Regions from separate parts of the Mus musculus genome. Here all the other regions are linked to region 1. Evidence: chromatin contacts called from public HiChIP or PLAC-seq and promoter capture Hi-C data. All regions are on one chromosome and are shown on one strand. Each heading gives the region's core, a stretch centred on a gene start, on an enhancer-like site or on the middle of the called end of the contact. The rest is flanking DNA. Distances are from core to core; before and after follow the strand shown.

Region 1 (3,701 bases), core at 730-3,229:
AGTGGTGCACACCCGGGATTCCAGCACAGTGGAGCCTGGGGGGCGGGGGGGGGGGAGGTCCAGAGTTCTAGGTCATCTAGGTTCATTAACAGTTGAAAAATAAGTTTGTTCACCGGCAGGAGAGGTGGTGGCTCAGTGGTTAAGAGCACTTGATGATCTTGCAGAAGACACAGAGTTTGGTTCCCAGCATCATATTTGATGTTGAAAGACCCACAAAGTGAGGACTCCCCCACGTTCTGACTCAGGAGAGGCGACACCCCAAATCACTCACAAGAAACGGCCTTGATGCAAACCGCAAGAGGACTTTTTATTCCAGGCGTGCTCTGGGGCCCAGTACACCACGCAGGGGTAGAGGACCACGGACCACGAGTGCAGAATTGGGACAGCTTTTATGGGGTTACAACAAAGCCTGCGTTTCGCAAACCAATCATTTCATAGCATCAAGACCCCACGCAGTTCTTTCAGTGTGTAATCTTTCCTTCCATTGTGCAAGCACTTTACAGTTGCTAGATAAGCAGTTAGTCAGCTCCTCTCCTCCTGTTATCTTACTAGGCCAGGATCACGTATTCAAGGGTCTGTCTTAATGCTCTTTCACCTAGTTCCATACAGGAAGCGGGCCCTGGAACAGCACGGAAGTGTGACCTTTTACCTGTATACTGGCAGGGAGCAGGGTCTGGAATTTGTGGTATTTAGGGCTTCTTAGGAGGCTGGAGTTGAGGCTGTATTTTTCCATCCTTTCAATCTTACATGAGTGGCTCAGAATTGTCTGCCCGTCAAGGTTTCAGGGTCTACAATGCCTTCTGGATGCCTCCAGCATTGGATGAAGGTTGTACACATATCTACTTGCAGGCTAAACACCCACAAACATAATTAAAAAAAAAAGTTTCCTGATTGCACTTTCTAGACACTGCAAAAAGGAATTCACCATATTGTCGACTATGGAAATTATGCCAGACAGACTTAAACATCTGTGTACGCAGAGGAGAAAGCTAAGGAATATTATCTTGGTAGGAGCATGCCTTTATTTTTACACTTTGCCTCACAACCTCATTCCCTAAAACACGTTCTTTGCAAATTGGAGACCCATGGAGTGAATTCAGATTATGTAAATGTTCAGCCTGAAGAGTTAAAAATTCTTTTTGAGTGATATTTAAAACTCCCTTTAAAAGAGGAAAGTGTCGCTTCGTCATTGGACATTCCGCTCTAGCAGAGTTGTTTGGATTCTAGATCCCTCTCTATCAAGCCAGCTCCGGCTCCTCGTTCCTCACAGGTGGTCAGGCGCAGAACTCGAGGTTAACCTTCAACTACAGAGCGCAAATGACCGGGTGAATCCCAACCTGGAGCCTCAGTTTCCCTATCTGTAAAGCGGGCTGAGAGATCGCGTCAGTGACAAGGACTGCTGTTGACTGGACAAGTAACCTGCTGGCCACTAAACACTGGGTTCCGAGACGCACCCCTGCAACCCAGGCTGGCGGCCAGTGGCCTGACCGGGGATCGGCGGAGAGCCGCGAACCCGGCAACCCCCGCGCTCTCGGCCCTTCCCCGAGGTTCCCCGCGCTGAGAGGCGTGGCCGCTCCTCAAGCCCACAGCGGCGGCCATGGCCTCGGTGGTGGAATACAAGGGCCTGAAGGCCGGCTACTACTGCGGCTACTGCGAGTCCAGGGAGGGCAAGACGTCGTGTGGTGAGTGTCCCGCCGTCCAGGTCGCCTTTACCGGCTTCAGCCAGGCTCTCGCTACGTCCTGGCAGGCCTGCCGCGCGGGTTGAGGCCGTTGGTCACCCGACTCCAGCTTCCCGGTCCCATTGGTCTCTCCTCAGCCGGCTTCCTTTCCATCCCGGTCTTCCCGCCCTCGCCCTCCCTAGGGGGTAGCCGCCCCTCACAGAGGAGGAACGGAACTAGCGGACGGCTGCCCGCAGTCAACATGGCGCGGGCGGCGTCAGTGACGTAGGGCGTCCGGTCCTTCCAGCCCGGGAGCACTCGAGTGGCTTCGCGCGATCTTCGGAGGCGCGCGCGTTGCATTGTGGGGTGGTGGAGGCGAAGGCGGCGGTAGCGGCGGCTGCGTAGGACTGGGTGGCGCAGCGGCGGCGGGGTCGCGGACATGGCTTCTTGGAGCGCGCCTTCACCTAGCCTTGTAGAGTATTTTGAGGGCCAGACCTCCTTCCAGTGTGGCTACTGCAAGAACAAGTTGGGCAGTCGCTCCTATGGTGAGCGAGCTCGGCCGGCGGGCGTGTGCTTCGGGCTCTGTGAGGGTCTTGGGTGGCCGCAGCCTGGGGGAGCGTCGTGAAGAGCCGGGTGTCCTCCACCCTTGCTCCCTCAGCGGCTGCTCTGGGAGACGGGAAGGGAGATGGGGAGGCTCCTGGGAGCTGACGGCCGCCCTGCATCCATCCCCGCGGCAGCCGAGGCCCCCTGCTGCATGTGTAGAGGGGCGTGTGCGTGCACACCTGTTCGCTGTCATTTTGGAGAAAGTGTCTGGGAGAACGTACTGGAAACCGAGATCGGCTTGATATTTTGATAAAATACCTGCTCGACTTTTTTTTTAAATCAGGGATTTATACCATGTCATTGTGCCAATCCATCTTGAAGACCGTAATAACGGTGTTCCTTCAGGCTTTAGGTTTCTTTTCTTTTTATTTTATTTTATTTTTCTGGCTTTTCGAGACAAACGTTTTCTGTGTAGCTCTGGCTGTCCTGGAATCCACTCTGTAGACCAGGCTGGCCTGGAATTCAGAGATCCGCCTGCCCCTGCCTCCCGAGGGTCTGGGATCAAAGGTGTGCATCACCACCGGGCTAGGATTCAGGTTTCTTACGGAAGATTTGTTTGTAAGCCGAATATGTACTTATTGTCTGCCGTGTCATGATCGGCAAATACAGAATCTAGGATGGATGGTTTAGAATAATCCTGCAGGTGGAAGCAAGGTAACTTGACTATAAATTTAGGTTAGAGATTTACCCGTTTTGAAAGACAGTTTAGTGGTTTGGCTGTGCACGGGATTTTGGTTTATGGATGCATTAAAAGTGTTTATTAGGAGAAAGTGTATTATTAGGTGAACCGCGGCCTTGGGTAGACAGTTATACAATCGTTAGATGCACGGATTACGAAGACCAGTTAAGTGAAAAAAACGCTTGGAGCATAGGGTTAAATAAACAGGATGCAGATGACAGCCGAGTACACGTGACAGCTGAGAGGAATACGGTCCAATAAAGCCCAAATAAGGCCAAGAAAGCACATCAAATGACAGTGGCTCACTTTGAGTGATAGAGATACTATTCTTTTTCAGAATTTTTATATTCTGACTATAATATTTGCCAGTATTATGTGACTGAAACATATTTTAATAGGGAGGACCTTACTACCCCTACCCCTAGTAATTTCGTATTAGAGAAAATTGGACAATATAAATATTTTGTGCTTCAAGATTTGTTGAAGAACAGTTTTATCATCTAGAAAGATAACTATAAATTCCCAGCATTTCAGTTTTCGTCTTTCCTGTAAGGCACTCTTCTGTTGGGTGACTGTTGTAGGAACTCTTGTTATATCTGAGTGGCCTCAGAACTACAGAGGATTCCTTTGAGGCTCAGAATAACTTGTTGGTGTCAGCGAGTGACTAGTCACTAGTTTTGCTTTGGATTGCTGTGATAACCACCATGATCAAGTGCAGTTTGGGGAGGAAAGGGCTTATTTCGTCTTAGAGCTTTCGCTCC
Region 2 (3,701 bases), core at 540-3,039, 760 kb after region 1:
GATACATAAACATCACACAGACACACAGACAGACAGACACACACATACACACATCAAAGGACCTTCTGAGGAACCTTACTAGACAACTCTTGGGAAGGAAAGCACGTTTGCCCATCCCGTGTCCAATATGAACTTATATTCAGATTAATGAATTCATATGGCTCAACAGGTAAAACCATGAACAACCCAACTACTTCTTCCTCTCTGGTACCCTTAGCTAATATCTCAGGATACTGGCTCCATTTTTTGGGATCCCTGCCAGAATGTAAAAGGCTGCTCCCCATATCAATAAATTTTCCCCATCCAGCTTTTCCCTTCATCCCATTTTGTCCAGCATCTACCCTCACCATTCATGACCGTGAATGCTTGCCTAGCTCCTGTTGGGCCTATGAGTGGGTCTCACGGCTCCTTTGGTTAGAGTCTTTACTGTGATTTACTGCTTTAGAGCTGTGCTGGGTACATTTTACTCCTGTGTATTATAACCTCTCCACCCTGACTCATTTTTTGAGACAGAGTCCTGGTGTATAGCCTAGGTTGGCCTTGAACTCAGAATCCTTCTGCTTCAGCCTCCAGAAGCCGGGATTACAGCCATACATGTGTATCAGCATGCTCACTAAGACAGCACTATCTCTCACTCACCAGGAACAATTCACTTTTAGAGGAGTTAAACACCCTTTAAAAAAATGAATCATGGGTCATGTGTTCTTGCATATATTATCAGTGGAATGCTTTCTATTTCTCTTTGTGACAACACCTTTCTCATCTGGTCACTGCCAGGTTAAAGGATGTTTAGATAGGATTCAGCTTTAAATGTGTTGAACTTCTTTGGTTAAACTCTATGCTTCATAACACATGTTTCAGGGGCCTGTTTCCAGTCTCCTTCTCCCCTGCTGTGTCCTAATGAAATTTGAGATCTATGTGGCTGTAAGAAGAACCATTGCACTGAACAGCTTGTTGGGGCTTCTCTAGATATCCCTCCACTGGCCCACACAGTCTTTGCAGTGCTCCGCCCTCTCTGTCCTGTACTAAACTTTTCTTCCCTCAAGGACTACTCCCTTTTCTGTAAGGGCAGCTGCTAACCTGGTTCACTGGCTGGCTCACTGGCTCACTGGCTCACTGGCTCACTGGCTCACTGGCTGGCTCACTGACTTACAAGTTCACTGGCTCACTGGCTTACAGGTCACTGGCTCACTGGCTTACAAGTTCACTGGCTTACAGATTCACTGGCTCACTGGCTTACAGGACCGCTGGCTCACTGGCTCACTGGCTGGCTCACTGGCTCACTGACTGGCTCACTGGCTTACAGGGTCACTGGCTCACGGGCTCACTGGCTGGCTTCCAGGGAGTGGGTAGCTGGCTTTCCTCTGGAAGTCAGCTCATCAGGCCTCTTGCAACTCTTTGGTTTGATCTACCCTTGTAGAAAAGCACACTTCCAAGTGTCTCTCTGCTTGTCAACTGAAGAACTGAGGTCTTCCCCACTCTCTCACATTCCCTTGGGAAGTGTCTGTCTTCTGGGGTTAGTGTGGCCTTGACTTTCCTTCCACCTTTTCAAGTGGATAGTTGTAAGGAGGTGAGGGGTTGTTGCCTGCTCCTCTGAGGCCAAGATAATCTCTCAGCTCTGCTTTGCCCAAGGCCCAGGCCTTTGTCTGGGCTGCCTCAGGCTCTCAATGCTACTTTGAAGAATTGTCACATTCCTTTCATCTAAAGGGCATCTGGCAGAGTTACTCAGGTCCATAAGGCATTGCAGGTGAGGACCCCTGAGTGTTAGTTAGTTAGCTGCTGCCAAGCCACTGAAAGGTCTGGGACTGTTCTAAACCTCCCTGTGGTTCCACTTCCTCTTTTGAGAATAAGGACTTCCTGATGTAGTTCCTAAGAGGATGGGCGTTTGCTGCACTTCAGTTTTCTAGCTCTTCTTTTGCAAGAAAAACCAAACCAAACAAAAAAGCAAGCGAAGGCAGAGGGCATGTTGTGGTATCTGAGTTCCGGAAACAGGAGCGGCTCCAGTCATGCTAGCTCTCTCATTAACTAGTGATGATAATGTACACACAAGGCACTAATTCTTTCTTTTTAAAAACTAAGATGGTGGCTAATTTGATTTGAATGCCTCGGTCTGCGAGCACGCTTCGTGATTTTTAATCCAATTAGTGTTGGAGATACTTCTGACTCTAAGGGTATCTGGTTTCTGCTTATGATATAAGGTCCATGCCCCAGTGACTCATGTTTCAAGAAGGGAAAAGTTGGGGCCTATCATCAATAAAACGGGTTTGTGTATGCGGTCCTGCTATTAAACCCAGTGGCAGGGAGTGAAGGCTTCACCTTTAGCTCGAATTTCTGCACCCAGCAGAAAACCTACAGAACAATTTGGAGTTGAACATTTGACATACAGATTACCATTATGTCTTGCTGGAGTCTCAAAACATCCTACTTGAAGGCAAACAAAAGCTGCCATAGTGACTACTCTCCTGGGGACCATTCTGGAAGTCTCAGTCCAGAGGTCAGGGGCTGGGCTTTTGGTTTGGTCTCAATGATGCAGCTACAGGACCTTTAGGGTCTTATTCACGCCATCCTGTTATGTTTCCTGTTAGATGGCAAGGTCAAGGCTGAGCCACTCTCCAGACAGTCACGTTTTCACAGAGAACGTAGTAACTAAATCCAACTGTCAACTCTGCTTCTGTTGGTACCAAGTCAGTTTAATATGCTAAACTTCTAAAAAGAACACATGATTGCAAACACTTGAGCACAGTTTTTGTGCTTAATTTTTTTTCTAATCAATTAAAATCCCCATCACTCTCAAGGCTTCGAGAATCTGTCTTCTATCCTTGACCAGGGTTGATAAAAGTGGCATAAAATCATGTCAGATACAATGCACATTGCACCCCACTGCCCCTAGAGAAATCAGCGTGAGTTAGAGGATGTGATGGGTAAGTGCAAGGAAAACAGAGAAATGGGCACTGCCTGTCACCCCCATCTCTCAGAGAGTATGCTTTCTGTGTTGTGATTGCACAGGGAGGGAATTTTGGTGGTTTTATTTAAGCTGTGGGAAGGTAGTTAAATAGCCTTGGTGACTTTCGTAAGACAGTTTAATACTTCTGCAGCTGAGGCTCTTGGATGACCAGAAAGGGAAAGAAGGAAGGTATGACCTTCATACTTTTAGCTGAAAAATAATGTCCTATGCTCCCATTCCCCATATGCCCTCTGTCAAGACTCTGGCTCCTTACATTCAATTAATTATGAAACACAGGTGAAACCAACTAGGACAGTGTGTAAAAAATAAAACATACCAAACACTGTTCAGTCTACAAAGCACTGTTGTGGACAGTATGAAAACATACCACTGTCAAGAATGTTGAAAATGTGGAGACAGGAAGTGGCCTTGAAATAACATTTTTGAATGGTAAAAAAAAAAATCAAAAGTATGTTGAACTTTGTGTCAGAGCCCATGGAACATGGGGTAGAGACCAGATCAGTGCTTGGCATGTGAGGAGAGGGACTGGATAGCTGGGTGTGTGGTTTGTGGATAAGGTTGATATGTTTTGAATGGCTGCTGGATGAGGAAGGTTCACGGGCCCACTGTTCAAATGATCCCATGTCTGGTGTTGTGGAACAAGAGGAAAGAGTTTTGTAGTCTCTCATCACCCGGTGTGTTTTGGCAGCCGGGTGTGACAGGCATATGTTTATTTCACTGTCACAGTGAACAGTGC
Region 3 (3,701 bases), core at 560-3,059, 740 kb after region 1:
TTGCATTAATTGACTCTTTGGAAATAGTTTGGTCCCAAATGTTACTGCATGAGAAATAGCTAAGAAGAAAGTGTACTGAGCTGGGAAGCCCTGTGGCATGGGTGTGACAAACAGAGGTGGCCTATCTGTATGTCTCAGTGGGTTTCACAACGTCTCTGGGTCTTAGTGTTCTCATCTGTAAAAGGTCACTCCACAACAATGTGAAAAACAGGCAAGGAAGACAAACCCTATGCAGCACTCAGAATAGTGGCCAATGTTGCACTGTGAACATTGAAATCTCAGCTCTTCCCAGGTCTCCCTTGATCTTCATGTAGCCATTAACTCTTACATTGTCTCTACAGTGAGATTTAAGTAGCTCTCTGTCTGGAATCTGGAAGCTAAGACTCAAAGAACTAAAGGCACTTGCCCACACAGCTGGTCAGTAGCCAGGGATGACACTAGGACACTGATTCCTCTCTGTGTTTGCTTATGTTTTTTTTTTCTCTGCTTGTTTGTTTTATGATGCATTTTTGTGGATGCAGGAGAAATAGGCACTGGGAGAACAGTGGCTTTTGCTGAACATGGGATGCCCAAGCTGACTATGATGAGTCAGGACAGTCATGGACCAAAGAAATGCAAGCTGGAAGGCAGAAGGCTAACCATACCCACAAGGTACCCCAAGAGCCACTCAAGAAGTCTCCCTGGCTGAGAGAAGGCCACAGAAACGCTGGGCAGGGACAAGATAATTGTCTCTTCAACTCTAGATCCACAGGGGATCTAGGCATGTGCATCCCGTTGCTTCTGACCTGTAACCTTCCTTCCTTCACTTACATTTGTTTTTTGTTTTTTTTTGTTTTGTTTTGTTTTGTTTTTTCTTCACAGAAGAACTGCTAGTTCCCAGGATACTAGGTTAGGCCCCGCAGTCTACATTGACTGCTCAGGGTGTATGACCTGTGCTTTTGTAATGTATAGGCATTGTAATACACACCCATTACTGCCCTGCAGTGCCCTAAGGAATTCAGTAAGACAAAAACCGGGGAATCTCCTTGCATATCAAACCCATTTGAGGTTTCTCACCGTTTTGGGACAGACTCTTCTCTGTCGCCAGAGAAACCCAGGACAAAAGACAGAAAACTAGTAGTTTGCTGGAAATGATGCGCCTGCTCTTGGTGTTGGTTCCAGACAGTTCTAGGATGGATAAGAAGGGGCATTTGGAGAGTTTAAGTACTACTCGCTCTCTGTAAGTGGCAGGGTTCAGGTTTGAACCCTAATCTGTCTGAGGAGTCCTAGGTCACTCATTATACTATAAGATCTCCTGGACCTCTCAACACTGGCCAAAGTAGCAACAGAGGGGAGCTGATGGTGGATGCTTGGCCTCTCCTTCCTTCTTAGATCCTCAGGGCTTACAAAGTGCTTGGCACACAGTGGACTCTGGGATGATCCTGTTAGATAGTATTGAATGAAATAATGCCCCATCCCACTGACCGTTCCTGTGCACTTTTGCCACAACCAGGACTCAGCCAAGCCATCCCTGAAGAGCCTTCCGAAGGCATTTGTCAGGTTCCTTCATCTCCTCTGAATGACATACTCATCTCTGGCTGCCAGGATAACAATCCTTGTAATACAGCCTCTTGTCTTTATAAAGGATAGAAAAGCATCTCCCCTCTGCCCAGCCCCCTACTGATCCACTCATTTTCCAACCTCTCCCTGCCAGCAGGCCAAGCTACGGTTGATTAGGGCAATGAGGCTTGCTCCGGCTTCCTCTGTCCCTCCCCAGGTCCTTGGCACTGAGCAGCAGTCCACTGTCTATCAATACTGTCTGGCACCAGAAGAAAGCCCCTCTCCCTTCCTGCACCCAGCATCCAGTTGCCTAGAAACCAGGACAGAAGCCGAGAGCATCTTGGGTTTCTTTTTCATTTCCTTGCCAGGTCTCAAAAGCAAGCAGTTGTTTGTTTTACGCAGAATGTTGTACAGTGGAGGCCTTGCCTTAACCTTGCCCAGATGATTTCATCAACCTGCGTCATGGTGATGCAGACTGACAGGGACAGCCACCGAGGGCTCAGCATCAGTGCCATTTGGTGATCGGTGCACCCGCTCATAATTAACAATGAGTGCTGAACATGGATTGTTTTAGAGACAGCCAGGCTGAGGATCGACCCGTATGTGTGAGTGTGTGTGTGTGTGTGTGTGTGTGTGTGTGTGTGTGTGCCTGTGGGTGTGCCCAGGCACGTGTTAAAATTGGCAGCATTGTGAACTGCAACTCGCTGTAGCCACGTGCAGAAAGGAAGAGAGATTTTTCTTTTCCCAGCAGAACAAAAGCCTGTCTTGAACATCCTTTCTGACTTTGCTAGACGACACCACACAATTCTGGGCAGGGTGAAGGTGCCAAGATTCTGCATGGCTCTTCCTCAGGAAGACCTAGTGGAAAGATGGATCATTTTTACAGGAGCCTGGGAAGAGGTGCAGGTTTAACAGTTACAAATGGGATGGAAGCCACTCCACCCTGTTCCATGCTTAGGACAGGGTCTCTCCTGAATCTCAGGCTGACCTTGGGCTCATTATACAGCCCAGGATGACCTTGACCTTCTCATCCACCAGCTTTCAACCCCAAGATGCTGAAATTGCAGCCAGGAGCAAACATGCCTGGCTTATGTGGTACTGGGGAGTGAAGCCAGGACTCTGTACATACTCTACCAGCTGAGCCATGTTCCCAACCCTCCACTCTGAGCTCTTGTCTTAGCTCTAAGAGGACCAAAGAGTGGTTAGGACCGAGCCTGGCTGATGTCATCTCATGTTCTGTTCCACCTGAATACTGTCCTCAAAGCTTATGGGATTACATCTGTGCTGAAGGGGGACCAAATTCACCCTTGCCAAGGCTCCCTTGTGTACCCAAGTATGACACCTTTTGAGGAGCCCAGAAAGCCAGACTTAATGGAGCAAGCCACTTATCAGGAGTGCTGAGCCATGGACCTGGCTTCTCATTAGGTCTCGGTACCATAAATGTATCCTGGTTCTCTGGACAGGGATGGACCAGCATATTGCCTGAGGTTAGACAGCTAATGAACCTGAACTCCACAATCTGAACTCCATAGCTGACTCAGAAATTCTTATGAAAATACTTCAGCTATCTTCCTGTATCTGCAGAGACCTCCAGGAGTTACAGGCTCCCAGCACAGTAGTCTCTTGGAAAATGCTTATCACAACTGAGTAACTTGGAAGGGAGCAGGTCTGAAAAGAAATCTATTTGCTACGTTTTCATAGTAGCTTCATAGGAAATACTCGGATACACTTTTTTTTTTAATTGATGCAGAATCCCATGTATTCCAGGCTGGCTTTGATGTAGCTCACTTTTGCTTCACCTTCCCCCACCCCCACACCAAGTGTTGTGATTACCCCCATATGCCTGACATATGGGATACTGGGGATCAAACTGGGCCATTGTATGTGCTCGGCAATCACTCTACCCATGGAATGACATCCCAGCCTTGGCCACACTTTACAATGAGAAGTTGAATGGCTTCGAGTTTGGCTGGAACACTATGGTCCTGATTCTCTGTCCCGTTAGTTCCCTGGACATCTTTGTCACTTGTATGGCTATTTAGTCACAGGCCTTTTCTTTAGTAGTGCCTTTTCTCTTTGATTAATAGTTTAATAGGCTATCTCTTATCCATTGTTTACCAATTTCATGCATGTGAGTCTCCCTCTATGTCTGCTTCTCACTC
Region 4 (3,701 bases), core at 679-3,178, 720 kb after region 1:
TCATGTTTTAATCCTCTGATGAGTGACTGCCGCCACCCTCCCTTCAGGAGGAAACCCAAGTTCTTCTGTAAGTCTCAAAGCCTAGGTGGCCTGTCCTGATGGCCTTCTGCCCACACTTAGGCAGAACTCCTTCCCACTCAGGGCTGAGGAGCTCAGACACTGTATATCCTCGTCATAGCTGAAGGTGGATACAGGCAAGGTTCTCTGCTCCTCTCTGCCTGGCTCCTTTCCCATCCCCTCCTCTGCCCACCTCTTATCTCTGTGCCCAGATATCAGCCCCTCTAGGGTCTCCCTAGCACCGCCCTGCAGATACTTGAGCTGCAGCCCCCCCCCTCCTTGCCTCTGAGCTATCATGCAGAACCATCTCAGGGGTATGTGCCTATGCCAGGCAAGGTAATTATTTGCTGAATGAATCTAAGCAGAGTTGACTCTTTTTTCCCCCCAGTAGGGACTACAGAACAGAAAAACAAATGGCCAAGAGCGGTTTGTCTAAGTTTTCCTTAGGAAGGTGGAAACAAGTGGATCCTTAGGGCTGGTTGATCAGCCCACCTAGCCAGTTTGCCAAGTTCCAGGTTTGTGACAGACCTTGTCTTGAAGAAAACAAGATCAATAGTGCCTGAGGAATACCTGATATTGTCCTTTGACCTCTAGATGCATGTACACACATGTGTGCACACACATATGCACTGGCACATGCATGCGTACACACACGCATGACATTTATTTTTGAAAGTGCTATCATTGAAGAACACATGGAGGCTGTTTGCTCTCCCGCAGTATCTGTTATTTTACAAAGGGACTATCTCCATCTATGACTGTCACAGCTTGGTATCAGATTAGGAAGAGCTCTGGGAGGGGTTTGCTTTGCTTTGGGGGCAGTGCAAACACACAGATGCCTTTCCGTTTCCTTCAGGATCTAACTATACTTGCTCCTCAGCAGTGCGGAAGTATTTGCTCCCAGTCTTGCCTGTGGAAGTGCAGGAATAACTTGCAAGAGTGTCACTGGAAATGTCCACTAACTGAGGATTGATGCTAAAGGGGAGTACCTGCTTCCTGGGGATGCAGTTTGGTTCACAGACATATGGATGCGCTTCACCCCAGTCCAAGTGTTTCTGAAGGGAAGAATCCCACAAACATACAAACTGCTTTACTCTCTGACTCATCTTAATCCCACAGTGCTACAGGGAGTTTAATATAAGAAGCGCAGGCTTTTGAAGCCCCCACCTACACTGTTATTATTGTTGGCACGGCTATTGAAGTGTGCAGCGTACATGATTGACGGATTGCCCCGCTCTTCTGCTGAGGTCATTTTGTAGTCTTGATCATAGCCAAAAGCTGAGCTGTACATTTGGAATCTGATTTGAAAGAGCTTTTAAGAATAACAGAAGAGGTTCATTTAGATTTTTTTTTTGGTAGGTAGCATAATTACCCTTAAACCCTATGGATAAGGTGATAAAAGACAAAGTGCCAAGGTGCTGAAAATCCCAAAAGACTTTTTTTCTGGCCAGCTGCATATCAGTCTATCCTCCCTCATCACCCCCCCTCCCCCATAGTTCAGACCCTATAGTGGAATTAACTAGGTCAGGTCATGAGCACATGACTCTGCTACAGTAATGGCTATATCACAAGGTACTTATCCCCAAGGTAAAAACAGACCTGGGGGGTATCTTCGGATTTAGAAGCACAGGCTTGTGTGACATTTGCATATGGCCCACACACTCCCCTGTTTCTCCGCCAACACTGGAGCAGAATACAGTTAAAGGGAAGATAAGCCCCTGGCCAGCTGAATGGAAAACATGTAATAAAATGACTATCTAGCCACTAAACCCAGATCTCTTTTCACCAACTCCGAGCCACCTCTGACATGACCAGGGCTCCTTGGGGAAATGCCTTGGCCCTGTACCAAGTAAGGAAAGTATGCCAGTGAAGTTCAATTGTGAGACTCATTGAATGGAGCTCTTTGTAGAAAAAAAGGAGGGAGGGGGGATGTTGTTGGACCTTGGCTGTTGGCTCAGTGCCTTGAAAATCCCTTACTCCTCTCTTGCAAATTAATCCACCCAGGCTACAGCATCCTCAGGCCACTGTGAGCACAGCTCTCTGGCTCGCTGGTCCTCAGGAGGACCCAGGTTCTTCTACAAGGACCTCCCACTTGGCTCTGCCTCTTAAAAAATGTCACCATCTCTTACATAGCTACGCTAGGAACCAAGCACCGAATACATAGATCTTAGCACCAAATGTGAGCCATGCCATGGCAACCAGGGAGCTTCACCAGAGAGTAGAGCCCTCGCAAGATGAACTGCAGCACCCGAGAGCAAAGTTCCTGGTTTACCAAAAGTACCCTAGAGGACCAAGGAGATGTTTCAGAGGGTAGGGGTGCTCTGAGCCAAGCCCAAAGACCTGAGTTTAATGCCTGGGATGCCCACATGGTGGAAGGAGAGAACCAACTTCTGCAAGTTGGCCTCTAACCTCCACATGCGTGCGCACTCAAGGAGGAAGATGGGGAGAAAATATAATCTTAAAACAAACAAACAAACAAACAAACAAACAGCCCTACCATAGAGACTGTGTAAGAAAGGTACTGTGTTAGAGTCCATCCAGCATTTGTGAATCTTAGTCTTACACTAGTTTCTCCATCTTTAGTACCAGGGCTGATCACTGCTGATTCTGTTGTGCTATAGTAAGCAAGGTTAAGGGAACAGATCATTGGAGTACACCCCCTTCCAGTTGACACTGGCTCTGGAATGGAGGGAGTCCCTGGGACATTTTCTTCCCCTACCCCACACAGCTTCACCCCTGACACCCACAATGCTGGCCAAAAACTGAAAGTATGTGTGATGTTAGTCCAGTATAAACCAACCAGGATGCTTTGGGATGGCGGGGAGCCTGTTTCAATCATCCCCATGCTGTGTATAGCTGGTGCCTAGGGTGTCTGCTAGTTTCTATAAACGTTTGTCAAATAAAATAAAAATATTTAGGGAGAGATGACAAGAGAAAGCAGAGCGGCCACAGCAGAGGTTCGGAGATATATGAGCTGAGGATTACAGACTGAGGGAGGGAGGCAGTGAACCCACCCAGCTGAGAACAATCACACACAACTTCCGGGAGGACGGGGGTTTGGGGGAATGCCTTAAACAGGAAGGTGGAAACCAAAAGCCATAAAGACAAAGCACAAGAAAAAAAAATTAAGCAGGTGTGCCCCTGAACTTGTGGGTCAAACACGTTTAATATGGAAAAGCTGAAAAATAATCAACCTCCAAATTGAATTAAACTAAAATTAAAAAAAAATTTTTTTTCTAGAATTTTCAGCCCTTATTTATAGTTCTGTCTTTTTCCTGACTTATTGCTTCTAGCTTGGTAGTTTCTTCTCAGGCTTCTTTTCTAGAATTTCCACTTGTTATCTCTTTAGGCAGCAGCTGAGGAGGGTCACATGGCATAGGTCCTAGAACTGGCAGCCCAGTGGCTACTTCCACAATATGTGAGTTAAATGTGCGTATGTATGGGGAGGGGGAGATGGTTCATAACATATGAGGCTTGGGCTAGCAAGGGAACTCAGATAGCAAGGTGCCTGCTGCTAACCCTGACAACCTGAGTTTGATCCCTGGAGCCTGCATGATGAGAAGAGAGAGAGAACTGACTCCTGCAAATTGTCTTTGACTTCCGTACACACCCCACAGCATGTGCCTACTCACCTCCCTACCACG
Region 5 (3,701 bases), core at 545-3,044, 550 kb after region 1:
GGGTGATTTGAACTGTGGGGGGCCTGGCTCAAGAGGTTTCAGAGAAGGAGAATTTAATATGTGGCATAGAGACAGTTCTTGTGATATTTTGGGGGAAGAATGTGACTACTTTTTGCCCTTGTCTGATAAGTCTGCCTGAGGCTGCATTGAAGAATTTTGGATTAACAGCTTTGGCAGAGGAGATTTCAAAACAGTCTAGTGTTGACTAGTAGTTATTAGTGGCCAGTGTTATGCAGATGTACAATGAAAAGGAGCAAACTTCCATCAAGATCAACAGGCAGCAGAAAGAAAGAGACATTGGGCCTGGCTTGTGCATTTAAAACCTCAAAGCATATCCCCAGTGACACTCCTTCTAACAAGGCCACACCTACTGCAACAAGACCACTACAAGTGCCACTACCTGTGAGTCTATGAGGGCCATTTTCAGCCAAACAACTACAAGCTCCCTCCATCAGAATTAATCTCCAATGCTTCATGCTTTATCTCCTCTGGGACTTACAGAGTCATAATATAGGATGTGCCTGGTATAGAATACATGCTCACAGAATGTTTGTTGACTTCATGAGTGTGGTGGTTTGAATGAAAACCCATAGGGAGTGGCACCATTAGATATGGCCTTGCTGAAGGATGTATGCCACTGGGTAGTGGGCTTAGAAATCTCAGAAGATCAAGCCAGGCCAGTGTCATTCTTGCTGTGTCATGACAACTGTGGATGTAGACATAGATCTCACACCTATCTCTCCAGCACCATGTCTGCCTGTATACAGTCATGTTTCCTGCCATGATGACAATAGGCTAACCCTCTAAAACTGTAAGCCAGTCCCAATTAGATGTTTTCCTTAATAAGAGTTATCATGGTCATGATGTCTCCTCACAGCAATAGAAATCCTAACTCAGATAATGAACAATGTCTTCACTCGTGGCAATAATCAAATGTATTAAATAGAACAGATCTGAGACTACACAGCTCAGAACCTCTCACCCTCATCCGTATGCAGACAGCGGCTGGATGGCAGGCATCGGTGATTACACTGGCGAGTTCAATGCCCTTGTTCGGTCTTCTTGTGATTCTTTCTCCATGCTTCCTCTTTGGTTAAATCCCAGAGCAAAATTGTCCTCTCTCCTTTAGTTGCCTTGTCAAATCTGTCTTGATCTATTTCAACTATCCCCTCTGATCATCCCATCCAGTCTGGGGTACTTTCCAGTTCCTCTCTTGGCTACCTTTCTCCCTTCTATATGCCCTCCCACTCACATGATGTCTGTGGCTGTCTTCCAGGCAACAGCTCCTCCATCTGTCCATCTCTCTTCTGAGCTTTAGAGACAGTTTTCAGTTTTTTACGGAATAGATTTGATAGGAGAGCCCTACAAAAGACATGGATTAATATGTGTCTACTAATGTGTGTGCATATGCATGTAAATATATGAGAAGTATACATACAAACATATGAATATGCTTGAACTGTATTGTATGTGCATGTGGATATGTGTGAAAGCAACTTCTTTTTTTTTAAGATTTATTTATTACATGTAAGTACACTGTAGCTGTCTTCAGACACACCAGAAGAGGGTGTGTCAGATCTCATTACAGATGGTTATGAGCCATCATGAAATTGCTGGGATTTGAACTCTGGACCTTCAGAAAAGCAGTCGGGTGCTCTTACCCACTGAGCCATCTCACCAGCCCGAAAGCAACTTCATAATGAAGAAAATCCAATCCACAGAGCCTGGGAAAGTTAAAATCAGGCCAGAGTTTAATGTGCTGTGAATCTCATGGGAGAGTTTGTGTACTGTTGTGATCATGAGCCTCTGGCCGCTGGCAGTGGTCACTTCTCTGCTTAGGGACCTTGTCTCCTTCGCTGTTAACTATAGGACTGAGTCTGACCCTTTCTTTCAGGGTCAAAGCTGTACCCCTATCTCCAGCCTGGCTGTGGGCCCATCCATCCCCACAGCCACACCTGGGCCCGAATGAGAAGTGACCCCTAACTCTTGGGGTGTCGGTTTTGTGGCACTCACTTTGTCCTGCCTTTCAAGTTCTTTGGCTTCTTTCATTTCGAGGTACCTGCTCTCTCCTCTCACAGCTCACAGTCCTGGGAACTTCCCTGAATTTCCTGCTCAGATGGTAGGTAGTTAAATAGGAGTTTCAGTTGGACCACGTGTATTTTGTGTGAGGGGTGGTGTATACGTGTACTTGGCATGTGTGCAGGTACACACTCCCATGCATGTGGCCACTAAACCCAGGGGTTGGCACTGAGCACCACCCTCTATCATTTTTCTACTTCCTTGTTGTTTCTGAGGCTCCAGGTTGTGTCTGGAGCTTCAGGATTCTCTTAAGGGAGCCCTTGGAACCCATCTGTCTCTGCTTCCTGGTGCTCAGGTTACAGGCACTCCTTCAGGCACAGCTTTCTCTGAGAGTGCTAGGAATCTGAACTCAGGTCCTCACGCTCGTCCCGCAAGCACTTTACCCACTGAGTTGTCACCCCAGCATATGTTTCCAGTACTGTAGTCACCGTGTACCCCAAATTCAAAGTTAACTGAGAGTCCTGTGTTTGTATCTGCTCTGCCGGGCACCCTGACCCCTGACATTACACACACACACACACACACACACACACACACACACACACACACACAAGGGACATGGGCCTCTTTCTTACATCATGTTCGTTTGCTGTTTCACCTCCTCCCCACTGCACCAGAATGTGTATCCCTGAGGCAAGGACTGTGACCACTCCCTCACCGTTTCTCAACCAGACGCCATCTGGCAAGCACTGTGCAGACATGGGGCTCCAGGCAAAGAAGACTAGGTTCCTACTCCAAGAGTGGAGTTGCAACCTGTGGACCCTGGCCAGACTCAGCCCCCACTCATCTTGAACATGTTGGTAGTTTATATACTTGCCTAGTGGGGTCCATGCTATAATGGCAAAGTATGTGGCCTCTTGGCTCACAAAGCTTAATATATTTGCTCTCTGGCTCTTCATAGAAAAAAAAAAAAAAACCTTACCAACCTCTGGCCTTGCTGTCTAGAGAAGGAAGACAGACATAAACAAATATAAGTTCATTTATCTTTCATCTCCAGAGCCTCATATCGATCAGTGTGTGGTCTGGTAGCCCATGCACGTATGGGAGCCACCTGGAGCCTTCACCAATTGTTCTTGATTTCCAAAAACTTGAGAATTCTGTCTTTTGTTTTTATTTTTGAGACATGATCGCATAGCCCAGGCTGGCCTCCAGATTGCTATGTATGTGAGGCTAGCCTCAAACCTGGAATCCTCCTATCACCTCTAGTGCTAATATTACAGGCGTGCACCACCATCCCCAGTTCGAGAGCCCACCTTTCACAAGGCTTTCAGGGGCTTCCTCAAATCTATGTGTTAGCACCCCTCAGCTCAGGGCCTACTGTCCCATGAGTTTGTGGTCAACTCCGATCAAGGCTTGAACAAACAGGAAGAGTCCATTCTTGGCCTACATCTTAATTCTGTCTATAATTTTAAGTCTGTGGCATTGTTACAAGAAGTTACTGTTTTAGCCTGTTGCCTTGAAAGTGGATTTTGCAAAAATTTCCCATTTACTCAGATATGGAGTTGCTGGGTTTCTTCCTGTGGGGAAAATTGACGCATCATTTTCTGCTGTTCTACAGAGGATGTCTCAATCCTGAAGTAGGTGGCTGCCTCCCACCCGGGAGCTATGGACCAGAGCCATCC

What was found. Promoter capture Hi-C pulls out the DNA fragments that hold promoters and counts their contacts. HiChIP or PLAC-seq counts read pairs in DNA pulled down with a chosen protein or histone mark.
Region 2: an H3K27ac HiChIP or PLAC-seq map of acute myeloid leukemia shows a contact between it and region 1, with 4 times the contacts expected there. The contact joins the enhancer-like site here to the promoter of Ate1 in region 1. A contact is called at or near these places in 2 of 39 promoter capture datasets (the 3T3-L1 cell line and hippocampal neurons), 6 of 115 datasets of contacts at active chromatin or transcription factors (acute myeloid leukemia, astrocytes, embryonic forebrain and 3 more) and 1 of 9 other capture datasets (adipose tissue).
Region 3: a promoter capture Hi-C map of hippocampal neurons shows a contact between it and region 1, with 4 times the contacts expected there. The contact joins the enhancer-like site here to the promoter of Ate1 in region 1. A contact is called at or near these places in 8 of 39 promoter capture datasets (the 3T3-L1 cell line, 3T3-L1-derived adipocytes, cranial neural crest and 4 more) and 4 of 115 datasets of contacts at active chromatin or transcription factors (embryonic forebrain, embryonic hindbrain, embryonic stem cells and 1 more).
Region 4: a contact with region 1 is called in an H3K27ac HiChIP or PLAC-seq map of stem cell-derived neural progenitor cells, with 6 times the contacts expected there. The contact joins the enhancer-like site here to the promoter of Ate1 in region 1. A contact is called at or near these places in 2 of 39 promoter capture datasets (3T3-L1-derived adipocytes and hippocampal neurons) and 3 of 115 datasets of contacts at active chromatin or transcription factors (astrocytes, large pre-B cells and stem cell-derived neural progenitor cells).
Region 5: a promoter capture Hi-C map of hippocampal neurons shows a contact between it and region 1, with 3 times the contacts expected there. The contact joins the enhancer-like site here to the promoter of Ate1 in region 1. A contact is called at or near these places in 5 of 39 promoter capture datasets (the 3T3-L1 cell line, 3T3-L1-derived adipocytes, frontonasal cranial neural crest and 2 more) and 2 of 115 datasets of contacts at active chromatin or transcription factors (embryonic stem cells and stem cell-derived neural progenitor cells).

Annotation. Positions count from the first base shown.
Region 1 is chr7:130,517,858-130,521,558 of GRCm38.p6, reverse strand. Ate1 (arginyltransferase 1) reads left to right here and starts at 1,979. Exons shown (of 12, transcript NM_013799.3): 1 at 1,979-2,203. The coding sequence starts at 2,098. It overlaps Gm4275 (putative uncharacterized protein ZNRD1-AS1), which reads right to left and starts at 1,968. Exons shown (of 4, transcript XR_869987.2): 1 at 1,714-1,968.
Region 2 is chr7:129,758,174-129,761,874 of GRCm38.p6, reverse strand. No RefSeq gene overlaps it. Among named protein-coding and RNA genes, the nearest start is that of Gm33323, 4.6 kb to the left of the region's middle. Within about 2 kb of position 1,789, at least 84 of the 459 cell types and tissues checked have an H3K27ac peak or open chromatin away from gene starts, as enhancers often do. A contact at or near this core is called in acute myeloid leukemia, adipose tissue and pro-B cells, where this site is marked.
Region 3 is chr7:129,777,404-129,781,104 of GRCm38.p6, reverse strand. All of the region lies in intron 1 of Gm33323 (a long non-coding RNA gene), which reads right to left. Among named protein-coding and RNA genes, the nearest start is that of Gm33398, 15 kb to the right of the region's middle. Within about 2 kb of position 1,809, at least 48 of the 459 cell types and tissues checked have an H3K27ac peak or open chromatin away from gene starts, as enhancers often do. A contact at or near this core is called in hippocampal neurons, where this site is marked.
Region 4 is chr7:129,799,913-129,803,613 of GRCm38.p6, reverse strand. No RefSeq gene overlaps it. Among named protein-coding and RNA genes, the nearest start is that of Gm39095, 9.1 kb to the left of the region's middle. Within about 2 kb of position 1,928, at least 48 of the 459 cell types and tissues checked have an H3K27ac peak or open chromatin away from gene starts, as enhancers often do. A contact at or near this core is called in stem cell-derived neural progenitor cells, where this site is marked.
Region 5 is chr7:129,964,509-129,968,209 of GRCm38.p6, reverse strand. It overlaps Gm4265 (predicted gene 4265), which reads right to left. Exons shown (of 4, transcript NR_046077.1): 2 at 983-1,362. Among named protein-coding and RNA genes, the nearest start is that of Gm4265, 4.2 kb to the right of the region's middle. Within about 2 kb of position 1,794, at least 28 of the 459 cell types and tissues checked have an H3K27ac peak or open chromatin away from gene starts, as enhancers often do. A contact at or near this core is called in 3T3-L1-derived adipocytes and hippocampal neurons, where this site is marked.